Linked DNA regions of Macaca mulatta: region 1 is linked to region 2. The links are chromatin contacts, called in public Hi-C maps. All regions are on one chromosome and are shown on one strand. The core of a region is the stretch at or near the end of the contact, and the rest is flanking DNA. Distances in the headings are between cores, read along the strand shown.

Region 1 (4,741 bases), core at 1,509-4,008, 120 kb before region 2:
GTATCTTTAGTGTCTAGAACAGTGTCTGATACACAGTATATGGTCAGTGAATGATTTGCTGAATGAATTAAGCCTCACCATCATCACATTTCCTGCAGTATTGCAGCAGCTTCCTACCTGAATTCCTGCCTCAGACTTTCTGAGTGTTGTGGTTTTTTAAATTTATTTTTTATTTTTATTTTTTAATTTTAATTTTTTTTAGATGGAGTTTCGCTCTTGTTGTCCAGGCTGGAGTGCAATGGTGCAATCTTGGCTCACTGCAACCTCCGCCTCCTGGGTGCAAGCGATTCTCCTGCGTCAGCCTCCTGAGTAGCTGGAATTACAGGCCCCCGCCACCTGTAATTAGCCTGGCTAATTTTTTTATTTTTAGTAGAGACGGGGGTTTTCCCATGTTGGTCAGGCTGGTCTCGAACTCCTGACCTCGGGTGATCCGCTTGCGTTGGTCTCCCAAAGTGTTGGGATTACAGGCATGAGCCACCACGCCAGCCCTGAGTTTATTTTTAGACTTGAATCCAGTGGTTCTCAAACTTTAGGATCCACTAGAATCACCTAGAGGGTGTGTTAAACTGTAAACTGCCAGGCCCCACTCTCCAAGAGTTTCTGATTCGCTAGGTATGGTCTGGGCTATGCTTACCTATCTTGCTTATTTTCTATCCTGTCTTTCCCTTTGTCGTGACTCTATTTCCCTTTGTTTGTACTGTATCCATTGTGGAAAGAGGAGGAGATAAATAAGTGAGCAGATAAATAAGATCACGAGCATTATCTTAACCTGCCTTTCCTGGAGCTCCACCACGAGATTCTTCAGACACTAGACTCAGCAGAATTTGTTGTTAGGTCTCCATAACCCTGCCAGGGCAGTTGTTCCCATGTGTTCTAAGACAAACCATCAAAGTTGTTGCCAGTAGTATACTAGCAGGATATTTTACCTAAATTAGTGATTATGTTGTATATACCTTTCCATGTCACCCCTCCTCCCCCTCCTCAAGATTTCATGGGAATCCGTTTTTGAATAGAACTCTGAGTATCATGACTACAGGAACAAACTGACATTAAGGATGTCATTCTGTTTTGTTTTTTGAGAGAGAGTCTCTGTTGCCCAGGCTGGAGTGCACTGCCGTGATCTAGCCTTACTGCAAACTCCGCCTCCCAGGTTCAAGTGATTATCCTGCCTTGGCCTCCCGAGTAGCTGGAATTACAGACATGTGCCACCATGCCTGGCCGATTTTTTTTCTTTTTAGTAGAGATGGGGTTTCACCATGTTGTCCAGGCTGGTCTTGAACTACTGACTTTGGTGATCTGCCCACCTCAGCTTTCCAAAGTGCTGGGATTACAGGCATGAGCCACTGTGCTGGGCTGGAATGGCATTCTGATTCCTGACTTCCCTGATCAGAAATCTTTGTTCCTGGATTTATTCTCATGTTACTTTGCATCTCTGTGGAAGCATTTATTTGCCGTATTCTGCAAACATGTTGTCCCCAGATAGATTCAATGCTACCCGAAGGTTTGTCACCATGCTGTGCACAAAGCGGGACTTCAAGTGTTATGGAGGCCCGGAAGGCCGGGTACAGTGGCTGACGCCTGTAACCCAGCACTTTGGGAGGCCGACGTGAGCGGATCGCATGAGGCCAGGAACTCGAGACCGGCCTGGTCAACGTGGTGAAACGCTGTCTCTGCTAAAAATACAAAAATGAGCCAGGCGTGGTGGCGCATGCCTGTAGTCCCAGCTACTCTGGAGGCTGAGGCAGAAGAATCGCCTGAACCCAGGAAGCAGAGGTTGCAGTGAGCCGAGATGGCACCACTGCACTCCAGCCTGGGCGATAGAACTAGACCCCAACTCAATAAATACATAAAATAAAGTAAAAGTGTTCTGGGTTGTTTGTGTTTAATTATACTAAGGAGATTTGATAGGAAGGAGCATAATAAATGTCATGGTGATTATTTGGTGAATTTTAATACAGTACTTTAACAAACATTTTCATAAAGTTGCTTTGGTTGTTAAAAAATTTTAGACCTTTCCTCCCATCTTTTTTTTTTTTTTTTAATACATCATTCTAACTTCCTAAAAGTATAGCTCAAAAAGGTGGGGGACCAGGGCAGAGGCCAGCAGCGAAGACATTATTCGGATCTTATTTGCCCCAAGACCACACAGAGATGACTTCCTCAGTTTGTAGATTATAAAAACGGAAGAGGGAATCAATAGTTACTGAATCTACCATGAGTCAGTTACAAACTTTTTCATACAATCCTCAAGGTTATCCCACAAGGTTAGAAATTGGGAACAGAAAAGAGAGGGGAACTGAGTTCGGATTTCAGGCCAGCAGTAGACAAGCAGGAAGCGGAAGGAAGAATGATTTCTAAGCGCAGCTCCGCAGCCTACTCGCCTAGTCGGCTGGGGCTACCTGCGCTGGGAGTTTCGATTTCCCTTCCCGCGACTGCACCTGCACAGACACGGGCAACGCCTTACCAGAGCAACACCTGTGTTTCTTTGGCAGGAATAAGCCTTGCACTGGGCGGGGTCACGGCCCACCGCATGCTGCGTAGCGCGGGTGATTTAAAACCCGGCAGCCGGCGCCTGGGACCCGACCGGATGCTCCTTGGCGTCGCCCCGGGTCTCCGGACTCCTCTGATTGGACGTGGCTGCGTTCGGCCGCCCAATGGCGAGGCGGCGCGCGGCTTCCCGGAAGTGGCAGCGCGGTCTGGGCTGGCCTGGGTTTCAGCTGCAGTTTTGGGGTCTGGGACGTTGGGATCGGCGGCGATATGAGTTCCTTCGAGGGGCAGATGGCCGAGTATCCAACTATCTCCATAGACCGTTTCGACAGGGAGAACCTTAGGGCCCGCGCCTACTTCCTGTCCCACTGCCACAAGGGTGAGTGAGCGCTGCGCGTCGCCTGTTCCTGGGGCGCTGGGGGCTGGAGAGAGGACAGGAGGGGGCCGGTCCTGGAGCAAGGAGCTGCAGCCTGTGGGAGACCAGCGAGGGGGCGGCCAGCACACACCTTGTCCCAGTCGGGCTCTTCAGCCTCTCAGAGGCTTCATCTATTTTTGGATCTGGTCAACGAGGCGTAACGGCGCCTGCCAGTTGCGCCCCGGGCCGGCTTGGTCAAGCGCTGCTAGTAGGTTCTCTTGGTAGCTCTGCTGGTGGCCGATGGTCAGAGATTGGCGAGGGTTAGTTCTTCCCCCAGAGCCTCGCTACCGTGTATGAAGAAAACAAGTTTCAGATCCATTTGAGCACACCCTCAAACATTGGTCAGCAAGCGGGCTGACTCACACACACACACAACTGTGAAACAATCCGCCTGATAGCTCCACGAAGTGCAAACTCCCTGGCCTTTGGATGTTCTGTCCGCATCCACTACGAACGCTTCGTCCTGGGTTAGGAAGGAGGGATGTTTCCCTTCTAAATGGTATCAGGCAACCAGAAAAGCTACTATGATTTCACAGCTGGATCCTTTCACAGCTGGACCGATTTAGGGATTAAGGTTAGAGTGTCGCTGTTAATGATATAAGCTCGAGGCTAGATACGCCAGGCAGAGATTGGAGCTAATTTCCAGAGTTTAAATACGCTAATTTCACAACCATTGTTCATTTTCACTTCTGTTGCTCTAATAAGTGACTTACCAGTGAAAACAGTTTTAATACTTATTGTGCCAATTAGCTCAGCCATTAGTGTTAATTGGAGAAAATGATAAACGGAATCATTGGAGTTGCTGCCTTCTGCTGTGTGGCCTTGCAGAGTGCTGGAGCAGGAAGCTCCCACGACCCTGTGGAGTCGATCAGTGTAACAAACCTATCTACACATGCGCAGTGGGAAAGGGTTTTAAAGTAAATTACAGGTATCCAAGTACAGCCTTTCCTCACAGGGTTGGTGGGAAGGCCAGCTATATTGTCTTGGGTGTGGAATCAATCACTTGGACTATAAATTGTTGAAGTTACTGCTTCTGGGAAATGTCTCTGCTTTTTTTCCCACAAAGCCACTAGTGATTTCTGCTTAATGAGGAAAATCTGGACCTTTTCTCATGCGTTGCCATATTAGCATCATGCACCTCTTCGAGCGTCTCTTTCTTCTTCCTTTTTTTTTTTTGAGACAGGGTCTCCCTTTGTCGCCCAGGCTGGAGGACAGTGGCACATGCTCTCTGCTCAAGTAGCTGGAACTACTGGAGTGAGCCACCATGCCTGGCTAATGTTTGTATTTTTATTATTATTACTTTGAGATGGAGTCTCTGTCGCCAGGCTGGAGTGCAGTGGCGTCATCTCCGTTCACTGCAACCTCTGCCTCCTGGGTTCAAGTGATTCTTGTGCCTCAGCCTCCCAAGTAGCTGGAATTACAGGCACGCACCACGACACCCAGCTAATTTTTGTATTTTTAGTAGAGATGGCGTTTCACCATGTTGGCCTGGCTGGTCTCGAACTTCTGGCCTCAGGTAGATCCACCCACCTCAGCCTCCCAAAGTGTTATGATTACAGGTGTGAGCCACTGTGCCTGACACATTTCTGGTTTTGTTTTTCATTGAGAATCTACTGCTGGACGAGGATGTGCCTATTTCTGCTTTTTGTATAGAGTCGCACTGGAGTCTCTGAACTCAAAATGGGCTAGCCAGGATTAAAGTATACTTCAGAAACTTGCACTTTGTGTTTAGGACTACTGAGTTTGGAGAAATAATGCATCTAAAGGAATTTGTGAAATCATCACTCTAAGTTTGTGCATTAAGGAAGAAATGGACTCTTCCCTACAGTTGAACAGTCT
Region 2 (4,745 bases), core at 557-3,056:
CATGAAATAGTCTCATTAGACGTATTCAGACATGTGTGCACCAGTGTTACTTTGCCATCTGTGTGGAAAGAAAAACTGCTTTCTCAATATTTTAAACTCGCAAATTTCATTACCATTTAATTTCCTCGTTTTCATAGAAGGCCTATAACTCCATGAAGAACTGCCTCATGTTTTCAGTCTGCTCTGCAAAGTCAACAATTGAATCAAAAGTAATAACAACCTTTCTACACACAAAACGAAGAAGCCTATTATTACGTTACCTTTCCTATTTCTTTCTTACCATGACCATTTCTTTTTCTTTCTTTCTTTTTTTTTTTTGAGACGGAGTCTTGCTCTGTGGCCCAGGCTGGAGTGCACACTACAGTGGCGGATCTCGGCTCACTGCAATCTCCGCCTTCAGGGTTCAAGCGATTCTCATGCCTTAGCCTCCTGAGCAGCGGGGATTACAGGCGAGCCCGGATAATTTTTTTGTATTTTTAGTAGAGGCGGGGTTTCACCATGTTGGCCAGGCTGGTCTCGAACTCCTGACCTCACATGATCCGCCTGCCTTGGCTTCCCAAAGCGCTGGAATAACAGGCGTAAGCCACCGCGCTGGGCCCCTTTCTTACTATTTCTACAAAATGAAGTAGCATTATTCCCTTTGGCTTTTCCTAACAAGTCATTTGACATTTAAACGCGGAACTAGTGGCAACGGAGTTCATGATTATCGTTCCTTCTGCCTCCCCACTGAGGAGAGAAAGGCCACAAGTCCTGTCAAGCTCTCACTTCCACCTCTGTAGAGCACGCACAATCAACTGGCTTCACAGCCAGGCAGCGTTGCAGGACCATCAGCTCCAACTCGACAGCAGCCTCCCCGCCCCTCCGGGACCTAGACGTTCGGGCCCAGCTCAGCACGTCCGGCGGCCCTGCTGTCCCAAAGACCACCGCCTCCAAGTACCTCGCGGCCACTTTCCGAGAACCTCCCACCCAAGGGAATCCTGAGGCCCTGACGTCAGCGAGACCCTTCCGGCCTTCAGAAGCCAGGACGTCCCCGGGACCCATCCCCGGACACCCAGCGGCCCCGCCTTCTCCGAGACCCCCCGGGCACCCTGCAGCTCCGTTGTCCCCGGGACCCCTTTGGGCATCCCGCCGCCATGACGCCCCTGGAACTCTGCGCGTCTAAGTCGCCGGGAGCTTCCGCCGCGGAGCAGAGAACTTTCTGAAGGAGTCGCCAGGGGCTAGGCCTGGCCCGCCCGGCCCTTCGCCCCGGAGTGTTCTCGCGGCAACGCCACTCCACGACATCCCTAGGCCGGCGACACGCCGCTCTCAAGCCTGTGGATGAGCCCGCGCCAGAGAACCGGGTGGCCGTCATGAAGCCCTAGCCCAGCTCCGCAGCCCCTCACCTTATAGACGGCCACACAGGCTGAGGTGCAGCCCAGGTGAACTCCGATGGCCGCCATGAGGCAGCAGGGACGGCGGCGGTAGGAATGAAGGGGTCCCCCAACAGCAACAGCTACCAGCCGCCCAACGGCCCCATCAGGCACCGCGGAGCTTCACGTTCCCGCCCGCCCCCTGCGTCCGGGCCGCCGCGACAGCCTCCCGCGTCGCCGCCAATCAGCGTGAAGGTTCTGCCTTTCTTCACGCGCAGTACGCGAGTAGCTTCAGCGCGTGTCTCTGCGCTCTGCGGAACTGCATAGTGCGCACGCGCAACCAGGGAGGGACGGGAAAAGGCTTCTACGCTCCGCCCCCTTCCTGTCCCTTCCGTGAGAGCCAATGGAAACTCTCAGTTCAGTTGCGTCATTTGTCCTGGCAACTACCGGCAGACTCTTTCCAACCTCGCACTCTAGTCAGCTCGCTTCGGCACCTCGGTGAGCGGTGGTTGCGGGTGGCGGAGGCGATTGAAGCTGCTGGCCCAGCATGTGGTGCGCGAGCCCAGTTGCCGTGGTGGCCTTTTGCGCCGGGCTTTGGGTCTCTCACCCGGTGCTGGCGCAGGGCCAGGAGGCTGGGGGGCGACCGGGGGCCGACTGTGAAGGTGAGCGGTGTGCGACCTGCTTGCATGGCGGCGGCCCCGCGCTGGAGTGCAATCGCTGTCGGCTTTGGCTTCTCCTGGCCCTGGCTATAAATAACATTTCACCCAGTCCCTCGTTTTAGATCGCCCAAACCCAGCTCGAGCAAAAGCTGAAGCCGGGCCCAGTGGCAACGTGAGGTCACGTTGCGGTTTTGCTGTGAATATTAAACTTCAGCAGTAAAAGCTGCTGGGTTTGTATTTGGATTAGAGTTTGTGCAAAGACTGCTAGATTCAGATGATCCTGGCGCCAGATTGATTCTGCTGCTTCCAGCCAGCAAGATTTGCTTCCCCTTGCACAGAAGACGTCTTTCAAGTCCAAGCTAGTTGGTGACTCCCAAAAGGAAAACAAAACATGGCATTGAGTTGAGTGGCTTAAATCAGAAAACACAGCTAATATTTGTTAGGACTCTATAGGTGAAAGTTGCTTTGCAAAGGAGTACACTGACTCCTTGGGAAAGAGAGGAATACGAAAGAGTGATTCCTTTTTGTTCACGGTATCTCAGCTGTGAACTTGCAGTCACAATACATGGGTCTGTGTCCCACCAAGTCCCCTAGCTCTGAGACTTTGATTTTTGCAAAATCAGCATACTTCACTTTAGAGATCTGTTAGCAAAGGCAAAGAAGTTAAGTGGCTATGCTAGCCCCTTCCTTCTGTACGCCTGTAGCGCTCACTCCATGTTTTACTGAAAATGATTAGTTTAAATGTATATGCCCTGAGCTGGAAAATAATATCCCTAGAGAACAGGAAATTGTAGGTTCATCATATATGTTGAGTGAATGGATGGATATAGTCGTACTAAAGTTATGTTTTTGTTTGTTTTTTTGTTTTTGTTTTTGTTTGAGACAGAGCCTCGCTGTGTCGCCCAGGCTGGAGTACAGTGGCACAATCTTGGCTCACTGCAGCCTCCACCATCAGGTTCCAGCGATTCTCCTGCCTCAGCCTCCTGAGTAGCTGGTACTACAGGCACCACCACCACGCCCAACTAATTCTTATATTTTTCGTAGAGATGGAGTTTCACCATGTTGGCCAGACTGGTCTTGAACTCCTGGCCTCCGGTGATTGGGCTGTCTCAGCCTCCCAAAGTGCTGGGATTACAGGCGTGAGCCACAGCGGCCAGTCCTTAAAGTCTTAATAATTGGAGCCCAGCTTTCTATCAGCTCTGCAATAATTAAACTTTTCTCCAGAAATTTAAAATATCTACATGATGTTGTTATTTGATATAAAGATATTTATTTAGCTAAGTTATAATTTTGCTCAAAACCGTGCTATAATTGTGTTCTATACTTTTAAAGCAGAATTTTTGAGGCAAAGACAGTTGATTTGATGACTCATCTGGAGCTCCCACTTACAGACATTTCAATAGAGACAGCATCTGGATTAATTAAGTGGAAAGCTTATGCTGTCTGTCCTAAATTTATTACAGCATGCTGTGATTATTAACTTGCATGTCTGACTAACCTGTGTATATGTTTCATTTGTTAGGTAAAGAAGCTGTATAATCGCAGAGGAAAGACATAACAGTTTGGTGACTAAAAGAACTAGATTCTGCATCCAGCTGTATTACTGCTTATGAGTGATCTTCCCTCCTCAGCCTCCTTTCTTATTTACAACTTAATTTCTTCTCAATGTATAAGATTAAAATGCCATATTGTATATACTCTAGAGCGAAGGTAAAAAAACTAAATGGTTCATGAGCCGTCTCAGACCTATTGATATATTTTGTTACATTTACAAAATATTTTGAAAAAAATTAAATTCACTGGGTACATTTTAAAATTGGGAAATTTTATGTAAAAATTCATATTTCTGGCTTTTCTCAAAAAACCAGATGACCTGGCAAGATTGGCCCTTATGGCAATATAGTAGAATTGGCTATTGGCTGCTCTTTTTAGAAAGGATGTGGGTTTTGAGTTGTTTGCCACCCCCACTCTGCCCCCAATTCAAATTGCTTAACTCTTCTTTTTCCTTGCCTGGCCCCTGTAGATATTCAAGTGTGTGAATCCTACGTTAGCTAATGTGAGGTTTACTGGAAAAACGTAAATATTTCCAAGTCTCTTTTAAAGGATTATATTATGGGACTATTTTAAACAACTGTTTATTTTAAAATAATTATAGATTCACTTATAGAACTATCTTTAATAAACATAAAACCACAATGTAAATAAAAGAATTATGGCTATCTGAGGTTATTTTAGCAATAAAGACATCCTAGAAAACTTAAGAAGTTACTAATTTGTTAGGGCATTTGTGGCAAGGTTATTCTCTTCATGTAAGTCCAGAAAATGAGTTTCCTTTCTTACCTGGACTTCTTTGTGGCGTGTGACACGATTGACATCTTTCCCTTTCAGAAACTGTCTTCTCTTCGTGCTCACGATACTGCTTTTTTCCTTCGTGTCTCTATGCCCACTTGTCCAGTGTGTCTTTGTGGGCTTCTTTCTGATCCTCTAGCCATGGCTTAGAATTTTCCAGGGTTCTGCCCTCTGCTCTTCTCTCTTCTCAGTCTACACACTCTTTTTGGCAACCCAAATCAACCTACTTCCAGTCTAATAAATCTCTAAGCTTATATCCACTGACCTTTCTAGAGTCCCAGACCTTGCATCCAATTGACTAGTGAACATGCCCTCTTAGATATGGTATACCTCAACAGTCACACAGTCAAAAAAACAAAGTCATCATCTCCTTCCCTTCTCACTCCAC

What was found. Hi-C and Micro-C count contacts between places; a contact is called where the count stands out from the background.
Region 1: a contact with region 2 is called in a Hi-C map of liver, with 2.8 times the contacts expected there. The contact joins the promoter of DCLRE1C here to the promoter of CDNF in region 2. A contact is called at or near these places in 2 of 14 Hi-C or Micro-C datasets (cortical neurons and liver).

The regions. Positions count from the first base shown.
Region 1 is chr9:16,507,712-16,512,452 of T2T-MMU8v2.0, reverse strand. It overlaps DCLRE1C (DNA cross-link repair 1C), which reads left to right and starts at 2,758. Exons shown (of 14, transcript NM_001204350.1): 1 at 2,758-2,866. The coding sequence starts at 2,758. It overlaps MEIG1 (meiosis/spermiogenesis associated 1), which reads right to left and starts at 2,601. Exons shown (of 3, transcript XM_015146528.3): 1 at 2,465-2,601.
Region 2 is chr9:16,391,751-16,396,495 of T2T-MMU8v2.0, reverse strand. CDNF (cerebral dopamine neurotrophic factor) reads left to right here and starts at 1,806. Exons shown (of 4, transcript NM_001193826.2): 1 at 1,806-2,011. The coding sequence starts at 1,897. It overlaps HSPA14 (heat shock protein family A (Hsp70) member 14), which reads right to left and starts at 1,507. Exons shown (of 14, transcript NM_001265916.1): 1 at 1,383-1,507. The coding sequence starts at 1,439.